2 separate regions of the Sus scrofa genome follow, and region 1 is linked to region 2. The links are chromatin contacts, called in public HiChIP or PLAC-seq maps. All regions are on one chromosome and are shown on one strand. Each heading gives the region's core, a stretch centred on a gene start, on an enhancer-like site or on the middle of the called end of the contact. The rest is flanking DNA. Distances are from core to core; before and after follow the strand shown. Region 1 has its middle 110 kb from the start of MEF2A. Region 2 overlaps LRRC28 (leucine-rich repeat-containing protein 28).

The links. HiChIP or PLAC-seq counts read pairs in DNA pulled down with a chosen protein or histone mark.
Region 1: an H3K27ac HiChIP or PLAC-seq map of alveolar macrophages shows a contact between it and region 2. The contact joins two enhancer-like sites. A contact is called at or near these places in 3 of 47 Hi-C or Micro-C datasets (fetal heart ventricle, heart right ventricle and retroperitoneal adipose tissue) and 1 of 2 datasets of contacts at active chromatin or transcription factors (alveolar macrophages).

Annotation. Positions count from the first base shown.
Region 1 is chr1:138,280,800-138,286,518 of Sscrofa11.1, reverse strand. No RefSeq gene overlaps it. Among named protein-coding and RNA genes, the nearest start is that of MEF2A, 110 kb to the left of the region's middle. Within about 2 kb of position 2,053, at least 25 of the 83 cell types and tissues checked have an H3K27ac peak or open chromatin away from gene starts, as enhancers often do. A contact at or near this core is called in alveolar macrophages, where this site is marked.
Region 2 is chr1:138,163,382-138,169,461 of Sscrofa11.1, reverse strand. LRRC28 (leucine-rich repeat-containing protein 28) reads right to left here. Exons shown (of 10, transcript XM_001925096.7): 8 at 5,132-5,307; 9 at 2,607-2,766. Among named protein-coding and RNA genes, the nearest start is that of LRRC28, 170 kb to the right of the region's middle. Within about 2 kb of position 2,536, at least 7 of the 83 cell types and tissues checked have an H3K27ac peak or open chromatin away from gene starts, as enhancers often do. A contact at or near this core is called in alveolar macrophages, where this site is marked.

The DNA.
Region 1 (5,719 bases), core at 804-3,303, 120 kb before region 2:
CCCATTCCCCACTGAAGATCGGGACATTTTATCTGTTCTAGAAATGACAGGAGACAGGTCCCTCTGGGACTCACGCGCCTCTGCTGGGATTTTCACACCATTCGCCATGTGAACACGAAGCAACAGCTGGGTTGAAGAGGGCTGACAAAAATAGCACCTCGCGATGCCAGCAAGCTGTGTGGAACAGAGGGGGGACCGACTATTGAATGCCGGATGGCTCCTTACCTTTTCTGAGTCCAGGGCTGTGTTTCTTGGAGTGCCCACTTTTTCAGGAAGAGCGAAGCCATTTTAGTTTCCAGCTCAGGGTTGGGGGGAGAACGTGGGGGGGGGGGGAGGGGGAGGGCTCTCACTCTTCTCTGCTCTCCTCTCAGGGGCAGCTGGCACCCCTGATTGTTAACTAGTAGATCACATCACCTGCCGGTGGAACCCTTGAACGATTGAGTTCCACCCTGGGAACTTGGTTTTCAGGGTTGCTGTGTGCTGCTGCAGAGATTTTTGCTGTTACCCCATCTTTCCACTCATTAATGTGTAGCTTGCAGTCGAACATTCTGACATAACATAGCTGGGATTTTTGGCAGCAACATTAACCATATTCAAGAGTTTCCTTCAGACAACATTAAATTTTTCATATCCTTATGAATGCTTGCCACCTCCTTTTAATAACTTGAAAAAACAAGCTTCTCTCAGGAACTTCATTGTTCCACTACTTTCCTAGGACACTTTTACTCCTTTTAGACGTATGTTAGATGTGTGTGTATTTATAGAGTCGGGGTGAACCTAGGTGGGTTAGAATTCGACATCTAACTTATAAAAAGTCAGTAACATGAATGGATCTTAGAGAAATGTTATTAGAAGTGTCGTATTTTTTATAAGACCTTATTTTTCTTCTTCTACACTATTTGGTCATTTTACCACAAAATTACATTTTGTAAAAAGAAGGGTATATTCAGTAACTCTCACCACGTGGTTTGAAAATAGCCTTTTACAAAAATGTGTAGAAAATTTACAAAGGGGAGGTGGTAAAGTGAGGGTTTCCTTCCCTTTCTCCGTAGTGAAAAATTTAAGACTTACTATTTACAGTTATCTTAGGGGAACTTTTTTAAAATGGAAAATGAATTGGTTTAAATTTCTAGCTGCTTAGACAACTGGAAAGTTTTGAAACCCATTCTTATTAAGATGCAAAGAAGTGCCAAATGCAATGCAAAGCCCAAATGAATTCATAATTTTAAGTGCCCACACAAATGGGAAGTTCTTGGATGGCAAGTGCTTTAGAAAGTTCTCTAATTCTCTAATTCAAATGTGGTGATTGTTTGCAGGCTAAAAGACAGCAGCACAGTTACTGTTTCCCAAAACTTGAAAAAGCATTTCGTAACTGAGCACAATGTGGTTAACTGAGATTGTAACACAAGTTATGATATTATTGAACCCAACATGCTCCACCTCAATTTGCAAATTTGGATCAGGCTCTATTTCTGTATTCCTGATCTGCCCCTCAGTCCTAATGCTCATAGGGTGAGCTCGCCCAGGGCAGTAATAGTAGCAGTACAGAGGCGTCCTTCGTCCTGAATTCACAACAGCAAATTTTCGAATCGTCTATTTCACAGACAAGGAAATTGAGGTTCAGAGAAGTTAGGGAATTTGTTTGAGCTGGTGTAAGTGCATGGACGTTGAAACCCTGGGTCACTGCCTCCAGAGTGGATATTGTAGCCATTCATACGAGTGCGTGTTTGCTACCTAAACCATTAGAGTTTATATCATGTCCTTGCTGATGTCTCCTATCTGTGTGTGAGTTAAATCATGGTGATTTTTATTGACTTCTTCCCCCCAAACTTGTGTAACATCAAACAGAAAATGAAAAATCACAGATGGGATTCTGGAATATAATTGCTCCAACAAATGATTTTATAAATGTATCAGGCCCAACTTGCTTGGTTGGCCAGATGCTAAAATTGAATCGCAGAAGTTGGGCAGCTTCTGAGGAAATGGGGCTGCTTCCTGTGTGCATTTGTCAAGCCTGCTGTGGCTTGTCGCTCCCGCCCCCCACATCAGGCCAGAGTGTGTACTTTGGCAGACAGTCAGTGTCCAGTGCAGCTGGCAGCCCAACGGTGCAGAGCTGGGGAATGCTCACAGAGCTCCAAGAGTAGGGGCCTAGAGGCACCCTTATTTCCCAGTGGTAAAAAATACAGTGGGAAATGTGAGCCAGTAAGCCAAAAGTACTTAGAAGTCAGAGGCCTGGGTGAATAAATGCATGTCGTGAGAAGGAAGAGAATTAGGGGAGGTACGAGGGGGTAAGATTTCAGAGGGACCATGAGATCTAGAGAGACGTGTGAAAAGAGAGAGGAAGAAAACCATGTCTGTGCTGGGAAGGGCCAGGGCAAATTAACTGGCATGGAGAAACCACTGCCTCAGTGTCCTCAAATATTCGGGAACCCTCTGCTACACCTCTTATTTCAGTCAGGCCACTCTTGCTTGAGGGCACAGAGAGAACTTTCAATGAATAATTTTTAGTGAAATATACTGCACCTAGCAGCCAAACTGTGGGGAGGGCAGGTGGGGATCCCCTATGGAGGCAAATAGAGCCAAGACCCAGATGAGAGCCCATCACTCTCCACTGCAACCCCTCTCGTCTTGTGAGTGCACTTCATGGTCTCAGACCATTTCCCTGTGAGGCAGAAGATATGGGGCCTGGGCTTTGGGCTCTTTTTCCATCTAGCTTCCACACCAAAGGAGAAAAGCCCTCTCCATCCCCTCACTCCTCCCCATTCTCTCCTCCTCCAGCCCTCCTGTTTGAAATGTCCTGGGAGGGTTAGGGCACCTGCCACCCCTGGGCCCCCTCTACAGCCTCAGCAGGTAAGGCACTACAATTGGCCCAGCTTTGGCCATGTGCCCATCTATGGGGGAGGAGGGGCAAAGCCTTTTATCCAGTGCTGGGCAGGCAGTAACAGTATAGGTCTGCTGTACTGTCCACCTTTTCGTCATGTTCTGGCAATGGTTTCATCCATCAAAACTCAGCCAATATTGAATTGCTTTGTTGTATATCTGAAACGAATATAAAACTGTAAATCAATGTTACTTCAATAGTAAAAAATAATATTTTTAAAGTCAAAAAAAACCAAAAAAACCACAGGCGAGAGCATCCAGGGTGTCCTTACTGGGGGGTCATAGCAGGATCTCAGTGGGTGGAGAGAGTTTGCATAAAGTATATTAAATTACGTCATTCATTTGATGTGCTTTGAATCCCAGTGTTTAATTTCATTTGAAATTTCAAATAATTTTCAAGAAGGGCACCCGTTTATCAAAAACGGGCCATGGATTAAAAACTATTTGAGAACCAGCATTGTAAGGGGGAGCGTCTCCAGCTATCTCACCAGCAGCAGAGTCCATTCCTCTTTGGGTGGAGGCTGACTTGGTCTCTTTAGTTCTCTATGGGATGAATGGAGGAGATGCCCACTGCATTCAGAGGGGGCGGAGGAGAGGGAAGGAACTGCCATGTAGGTTGTGTCTACTATGTATCGGGCACGGGGTGAGCGCTTTCCCAAAGTGGCCCCACTTCCTCCTCTGGCCTCCCAGTGAGGGGTGGCCTCTCTGACTATTTGTCATAGATGCACCTGCCATATGATGAGCATCTTGGCAACGTGCTTTCAAGGTGCCTCCAATTTGCTGCATGGGTCATACTCCGTCATGTCTGCATCACAGTGCAGAAAAGATTGATGAGACGTGTTGGCAAAGCTGAATATGATAAAGACAAGCCTTTCTTTTTCTGAGGTGGGGGGGAGGTCTTTCTAGGGCTGCACTCACAGCATATGGAGATTCCCAGGCTAGAGGTCTAATCAGAGCTGTAGCCACTGGCCTACACCAGAGCCACAGCAATGGAGGGTCCAAGCTGAATCTTCGACCTACACCACAGCTCAGGGCAACGCCGGATCCTTAACCCACTGAGCGAGGCCAGGGATCGAACCTGCTTCCTCATGGATGCTAGTTGGGTTCCTTTCTGATCTGAAACAGCATTAGGTTACAGAGAATTCTTTCAGTCCTGGATCCACTAGGGAAAAATGGTCAGGCTGCAGCCCTGAAAGCCACCACCCTGGTTCCATGCTCTGTCCAGAGCTGGTCTCAGCAGAAAGCAAGTAGGGGCAAGCATAGGGCTGGGCCATGTCCCTGGCCATGTCACCCTCACTGCCCGTGGTGGTGATGATGTGATGATGCTGACCTTCGGCGGGGGGAGGGGGGGTGGTTAGTGATGGAGGGAGTTTCTGGCACAGCTCCTGGCACACAGGATGTGAGGAATGCAGGCAGCTAGTGTCACAAAGGGAAGTATAAACATCTGCCAACTTGTTTTTTTTGTGTTTATTTATTTATTTATGCCCTTCACTTGGAGGCCCAGCTTTGCTCAGCTTTCTGGATGTCGGCCAAGCTAAATTAACACTCTTTATCTTCTGGCCCCTGCAGCTGGCAGCCTCGCGGCAAGTCTTTAAGGCAATCGCTTTAGGCTGCGTCCCAGACCATCCCAGGCTGTTTGTCCTCTGCCAGGAGCCCCTTTGCTCATGCGCGGGTGACACCACCATGGGCTTGAGCTCTGGGGCCAGCAGGGCCCCTGATTCTCTGCAGGCAAAGGGAGCTGAACGGGGAGGCCTTGGGCCCTGCACACAAGGGAAACGCAGAACATGTTGCTATGAGAGGGAAAGAGGGACCGCACGTACTCCGAATAATCATCTCTGTTGGGCAAAGGTTCACCCAATTTTGCCAGAGCCGGCCAGACCAGATACAGATGATCCATCAGGCCATCTCAGCAGCCCCCGGGGACACTGCCCTAGGGTTTTCTCAGGCTGTGCTTCTCCATCTCTGAAGTGTATGTGAACCCCCTAGGGACTTGGTTAAAACACAGATCTGATTGAGTAAGCCTGGGGTGGGGCCTGAGATCCTGCAGATCTGACAAGCTTCCAGGCTAGGCAGTGTCCAATGTCTGATGATCATGCTCTGAGGAGCTAGACTTCGACACATTATTTCACAGACTTGAGTCATTTTTCTTACATGCCATCTTTCTCATGATTTGGCTAATATTTTGCTTCAAACTGTGACCTACCTTTTAATTTCAAGATCTGTATATTACCATGAAACCACAGCCTTGAGGGGTGGTTTTTGTTTAATACACCTTAAAAGGAACACATCACTGTTAAAATAAGAAATCCATGCATGAAATGTAATAATTTCATGTTACATCAGCGGTATACCAGAGCATCTTGTTTTAAGTTTAACAGGAGTTCTGGAGGAAACTATAGCCCAGACTGTCTAGAACTTGTTCCTTGGACTCCTTAATTTCAGCAGAGTCAATGTTTCTGCAGAAGTACTAGAGATTCCGGAAGGAGCTTGGGGTGATTTTTGGATGGTGTGTTAACTGCAGCAGAGAGCACCTGTCTTTGTCCAGTAGGCTGTGTGGGAGCAGAGCCCTCCCTGGCCGAATCAGGGGCACCTAAAAGGGTGGCTGGCAGCCGTGGCCTCTCATCCAAAGCCATATCCACATATCCAAGTCAATTTTTCTCCTTGGCCACAATTTTGTGAAAAACCTATGGGAGACTAGAGAATTAAAAGAAAAAAAAATTCCCTTTTGACTCCAAGGTGCTTGTTTACAAAGTAAAAAGTCCCTGGTGAATCATTTCTTTTAATTAAATCTAATAATAAGCTATTGTGGCTAAATTAATTTTGAGGTAATTCCACGGGA
Region 2 (6,080 bases), core at 1,287-3,786:
ACTGTAATTTCTTTTTACTTGACTGTATTAAATTTAAGTTGGAACTAACACTTGTATGGGACTTGGTATTTCAGAAGAATATTCAATATGCTATTTTAAAATAATGCCAGATGTCCACATTAATTTAGACATTGGCTGATACAATGTATACTTTTATGACAAGCCATGTAAAAATGAATATCTTAGAAGACTTAAAAATAATATTATTAAGACCTTTTTGAGTTTATGATATTAAAAGCACTGATTTTATTTTCAGCATTAAGCTATTGAGATCCAAGTATTTGGTTTTCAGTTAGAAAATAAAGTACTTTAAAGACCATGGTAGAAACTAAAGTCAAAGCTTTTAGTACAATCTCCATAGCAACATGGAAAGGAGCAGAGCCTGGTGGACCAAATGAAAGCCACCAATTCTCAATTTCAGACCTTAGCATTAAATTGCCACAGAAAGCCATGTTTATATCTTGGTATTTCATTTTTCCTATAAACAGGCACTTCTGGCTTTGCTCAACAAAATGGCATTGCCTAAGTCCCATGTATTTGATACACTCATTTTACTAATGCTATTATATTTATGTTCTAAAACAATATAAGATAGTCACACTGAATTTTTAGGTTGAAGCAGAGAAACAAGTAGCAGTAAATGGAATATGCAAATACTTACTGAACAAGTTTCCCAAATTTCATATGAAGATTACACAAACATGGCTTCATCTGAAGGATCTACTTTATTTCCACAATTACCATGATAAAAAAGTTTACCTTTTCAAATAGGTATTTATTTATCAGCTACTAAGACAGCATCCTTACCATACTGAATTGTTTTCATTTTCATATTTTCAGTAAGAAAATGTCTTCTATAGGAAGGTGTGCAACAATGAAGAAGGATTTTGCTATAGATTAATGAATTAGTTAAGATTTTCTTATCATCTGTCTTATTAATATGAAGATCACTTGCTAAAGACACATACATGAAATAAATTTTTAAGTCTGAGCTACAAAAATAGATAGGGTTAACATTTACTTAATATTCATTACACACCAGGCACCATTCTGGGCTCTGTACATGAATGATCTCATTTATGAATGATACCCTCACAATGACTTTTTAAATAGATATTACTACGCTTCTTTTATTGATGAAAAGATAAAGCTCAGAGAAGTTAAGTAATTTGCTTAAGGTCTCCCAGGGGAGGAGTCAGAATCAGGGCCTGTGCACCTGACCGCTATTCTCTGTGGCTTCTCACATATATGCGTATTTGTTAATTTTATCCATGGAGTAACATAATGAAACTCTGACTCAGTCCTTTCAACTCTAATTTAAACAAAACTTGCTAAATTTGGTGATTTGATCACCTATGATCATAAGTAGCAAATCAGAAAGGGTTGGAGGAGGGCTTCTATAGGCAGTCAAAGTAAAGCAGGAAACATTAAAAATATAGAAAGTTGAAACAGAAACTGAAGTTTATAGCAAAAGAGGATTATTCAGGGTAAGAAAAAGATAAATGCAGTTTTGGGAAGGAGTGGGCAGAAAGATGGAAAAGGTAACTACCATGTGCAGAATACCCATTATGTGCCAGGTGTTTGCCTTCATCCTCAGACGGCCCTGCCCAGCAGGCTGTTCTAGCCCCATTTTGAGGCTCAGAGAGGTTCAGCACCCTGCCCACGCTCGCTCTCATTCTACAAAAATGATTACAAAGGAAACACTTCTTGGCCTGAATAGGGGTAACAAGTTATCTGGGAAATGTACTAGCCCAAAATACCACATTTGATGGATAAGTGAGGTATCATAGTACCTTTTTTTTTTTTTAAAACTTTGAAACACGCAAACTTAGAAGATCCTAAATTTAGAAAATCTATAAGCTGAGGTTGTGCTAATGGGGGATTTTTCATTTCATGTCCTATTTTCTTTCTTTCTTTTCTTTTTTTTTGGTCATGGAATGCAGTGACTTGATGTGGAATCTCAGTGCCCAGACCAGGGATTGAACCTAGGCCGCAGCAGTGAAAGCCCTGAGTACTAACCACTAGACCACCAGGGAACATCCCTTCATGTCCTATTTTTAATTGTCTGGTATTCTTTTTTTAAACTACCAGTGTGGGGTTTTTTACTTAGCTAACATTCTTAGCAAATTCAAGGCACTGTGCCAAGAAATAGAGTGGCAAGAGATTGCCATTTGGAAGGGTTAGCAATTCAAAACAGAAATACACACACATACAATGTTCAGCCACACACTTTCAGTTAGCAATGTGAATTAAATAGAAGGGCCGGGCTGGACCCATTACATAACCAATATTTTGTTCTTACATTGCTTATTGCCTAAAGACTATTGTGAATAGAAGAACAGCAGGAAAACAATCCTACAAAGAATGAGCTACTCTAAATACAATAAAACTGTTCTGTAAAAGACCAAAACTGTAATAAAGGGAAATCCAGTTTTCTTGTGATGTTGAAATGTGCATTCGTTTCATTTAGCTCTGTTGCAGGAAGCACTCTATGCCCATTTAAGGCTGCTGACTAAACCACACTTCTATGCACATCCTCCGTCACTCCCCATGACCCCACCCCCATGCCCCGCTGTAAGCCCTGGTGCCCACTTAGGTGTGATTACCCCTGGTGCAGCCCTGCCATTGGTGTCTCTCTCAGGGGAAAGAGCTTGGGGTAGACGATCGTAAACATGGGCTCACTACACCGGTGACAGTGCCCGAGGGGGCACTGCAGCAGCTCCAGGAGACTTCTGGGTAATGAGACTGGAGACAGAAAGTTCAAATCTGGAACACAACAGAAAATCATACACAAATGAAAAATGAGATTTCCTTAAACAAGGCTTCTTAAGATATTTCTCTTCGTTAGTAAGTTCAATTAGTTAAAAGCCCTGCATATTGGGAGTTCCCACTGTGGCACTGTGGGTTAAGAATTCGACTGCAGCAACTTGGGTCCCTACAGAGGTGTGGGCTCAATCCCGGGCCCAGTTCAGGGGGTTAAAGGATTCAGTGTTGCCACAGTTGTGGCATAGGTCACATCTGGGGCTCAGATTCAATCCCTGGCCTGGCAACTTCCACATGTTGCCTGTGCAGCCATTTAAAAAAAGAACTGCATGTTGAAAAATCTGTTATCTGACAGGTACTGAATAAAAACATAATATAATTTGGAAATGAAAGATATTTTTTACATTTTTGATACTAAGAGAAAACCTAAATCTACTCTTTCAAGAGCAACTAGAAGCTGTTCTGTGGTGGAGGCAAGGAAAGAATAAAGTCAAATATTTTTTAAGAATAAAGGCATTAAGTTTACCCAGAAAGGGTCTGTAAACTTCTATAAGAGACAGAGAACTAAAAAAAAGGACTAGGACAGAAGATTAAAACTAAGTTTTATTAAGTTCTTCCTCAATCTATTGGGCATTTAGAATCTATTGAGCTAAATTATATTTAATGAAAAGAATAAAAGAGGAAACAAAGAAATCAAAGAAAATGAAAAATAATAAAACCAAGCTTTTCCTTGCCTCACTCCCAGGAGATGTCATTAATAAAAACAGGGTGCCTCCTTCCCAATTTAGTCTGAGCTACACAGAAGAAACGTTTAAAGTAAAAAACCCAGGCAATCCTGAGTGCAAATTTACACAGGGTTGCTATTGATAGTAAACATTCAGGAGAGACAGAAATAGTCAGGGGAGTTCCCGTCGTGGCGCAGTGGTTAACGAATTTGACTAGGAATCATGAGATTGCGGGTTTGATCCCTGGCTTTGCTCAGTGGGTTAAGGATCCGGCGTTGCCATGAGCTGTGGTGGAGGTGGCAGATGTGGCTCGGATCCCGCATTGCTGTGGCTGTGGCGTAGGCCGGTGGCTACAGCTCCGATTCGACCCCTAGCCTGGGAACCTTCATATGCCGTGGCAGCGGCCCAAGAAATGGCAAAAAGACCAAAAGAAAAAAAAAAAGAAAAAGAAAAAGAAATAGTCAGAATGAGGTGAAATCCCAAAATACTGAATCATCTTCAAGAAGGAAATACAAATTACCTTATCATCTTCTATATCTGTTCAGACATCAATAGCCATTTTGAAAAATGTAATTTACTCATAGGTAAATGACTTCAGTTTTCTGTTTAGTTTTAAAAAACAACTTAATACGTATGAGACTTTCCTGGAAGTCGCTATTAAATGTTTTTGTACGGACCCCCTTTATTTTAAAAAGCAAAGATAACACATTTAGCAGGGTTTTTTTTTTTTTTTTTCTTTTTTTTCTTTTTAGGGCCACACCTTCAGCATGTGGATGTTTCCAGGCTAGGAGCTGAATCAGAGCTACAGCTGCTGGCCTACGCCATAGCAATGTGGGATCTGAGCCACATCTGCAACCTACACCACAGCCCACAGCAATGCCACATCCTTAACCCACTAAGTGGGGCCAGGGACTGAACCCCCAAGCTCTTGGATACAAGTTGGGTTCATTACCATTGAGCCAAGATGAGAACTCCTCATTTAGCAGTTTTAAAATCACATGAAATAAATTTTCTTATTAATTTGCCTAGTGCACTCTTAATGCTTTAAGATATTCACTCTACAACACCTATGACATATACACAATGCCAAATCTTTTCTAAACCAAGAGTTGGCATGTGTGGCAACACTGCCAAAGGTTCCCGAAATTAATTTCCCTTTAGGTATATAACTTTCTCAGATGTGAGGAGACTACAAGCCCTACCCTGTTGGAAGAAGACTCCAACTCTACTTGAAGGATAAGGTCTTTGAATATTTTTTCACACTGAAGAAAGTGCCTTTGCCAGCCTTCTCACTTCCACCAAACCAATATTCCCCAACACCAATTTCTTTCAATGAAACCACACAGTTTAACTTTTAACCTCTGTTCTTTGTGACCGAAGACCAGATTAAGTGAATGCTTTTCTGGGTCTACAAGGGGTGCTGAAGGGATCAGTAATGATAAAATACAAAAACTTTTCTCTTATTAAAAAAAAATCCCACTGCACAACAATGTGAATATACTAAATATCACTAAACTGAATACTTAAAAATGGTAAATTTTATGTTACATACATTTCACCACAATTTTAAAAAAATGAACATCAAAATAGCATAAAAACAATATCTAGGCTCACAGAAAAAAGAAAAGAAAGGACCCACGTACCTTTTAGAGAACTGTGGTAGGTACGATGCAGACTCCTCATGGCCAGCTCTTGGAGAGGCAGGACATGATCCTTCTCTGTCCCTATGGCCTTCACTTCAGCAGGGAGGAAAACAGTTAGTGGCCCTGATGAGAAGGAAAGCAGCTTCACCTCAGAAACTTGAATGGGAGCACCACAGCTACAGAAAGACACATATTTGAAGTATATTAGCTGAAAAGAAATGAATATATGTGCCAATAAAAATGTGTTAATCAAAATACACACTTAACATTTTAAGACACTGATGAATTATCAGAATTCTTTTCAAAGCGAACAGATCCTATCCTGGGTTCCTTAATAAAACATGGCACAGTAATTTAAACTCATCATTTGGAACTCAACTACATCATTGCTGAGGTCTGGGCACTTCCAGTAAGGACAAATTTGGAAGCAATTTCTTTCACAGGATCTACACAATTTGCTTTGTAAGCTCTATTTATCCTCATTTTTCTTACCCTTTCCAAGTTTATGTTTACTGAAAATTTCAAAATTAAAAGGAACAAAGAGTGCTCTGTTAAGCTACGGCACCTTGATTCAATAGAATTTTTGTGTGGAAAAGCCCTACAAAGCAAATAGATTTTCAATGGTAGCAGATGAATTTATTGGGTCCTTCCATAAACTTGTAGAGAAAACATTCTTGGCAAAACCTATTAAACAAGCCAAGTCACGTCCTAGTCCCTATAACCCCTCATAAACAGAAGGCAGAGACATCCTTGTTCCTTTAGCTACAGGGTCACCAAAACTCAGGAGTCCAATGTCATTCTACCTCCTGTCTGAGACATCAGGTTACCTATAAATCCCAACACTCTTCTTCTCTAACAACAACCTTGGTTCTCTTAGACTCAGCATATGATAATCTCTCTATCCTCAACTAGAAACTGGCAATGGAGAAAACACAGAATTGGAGGTAGA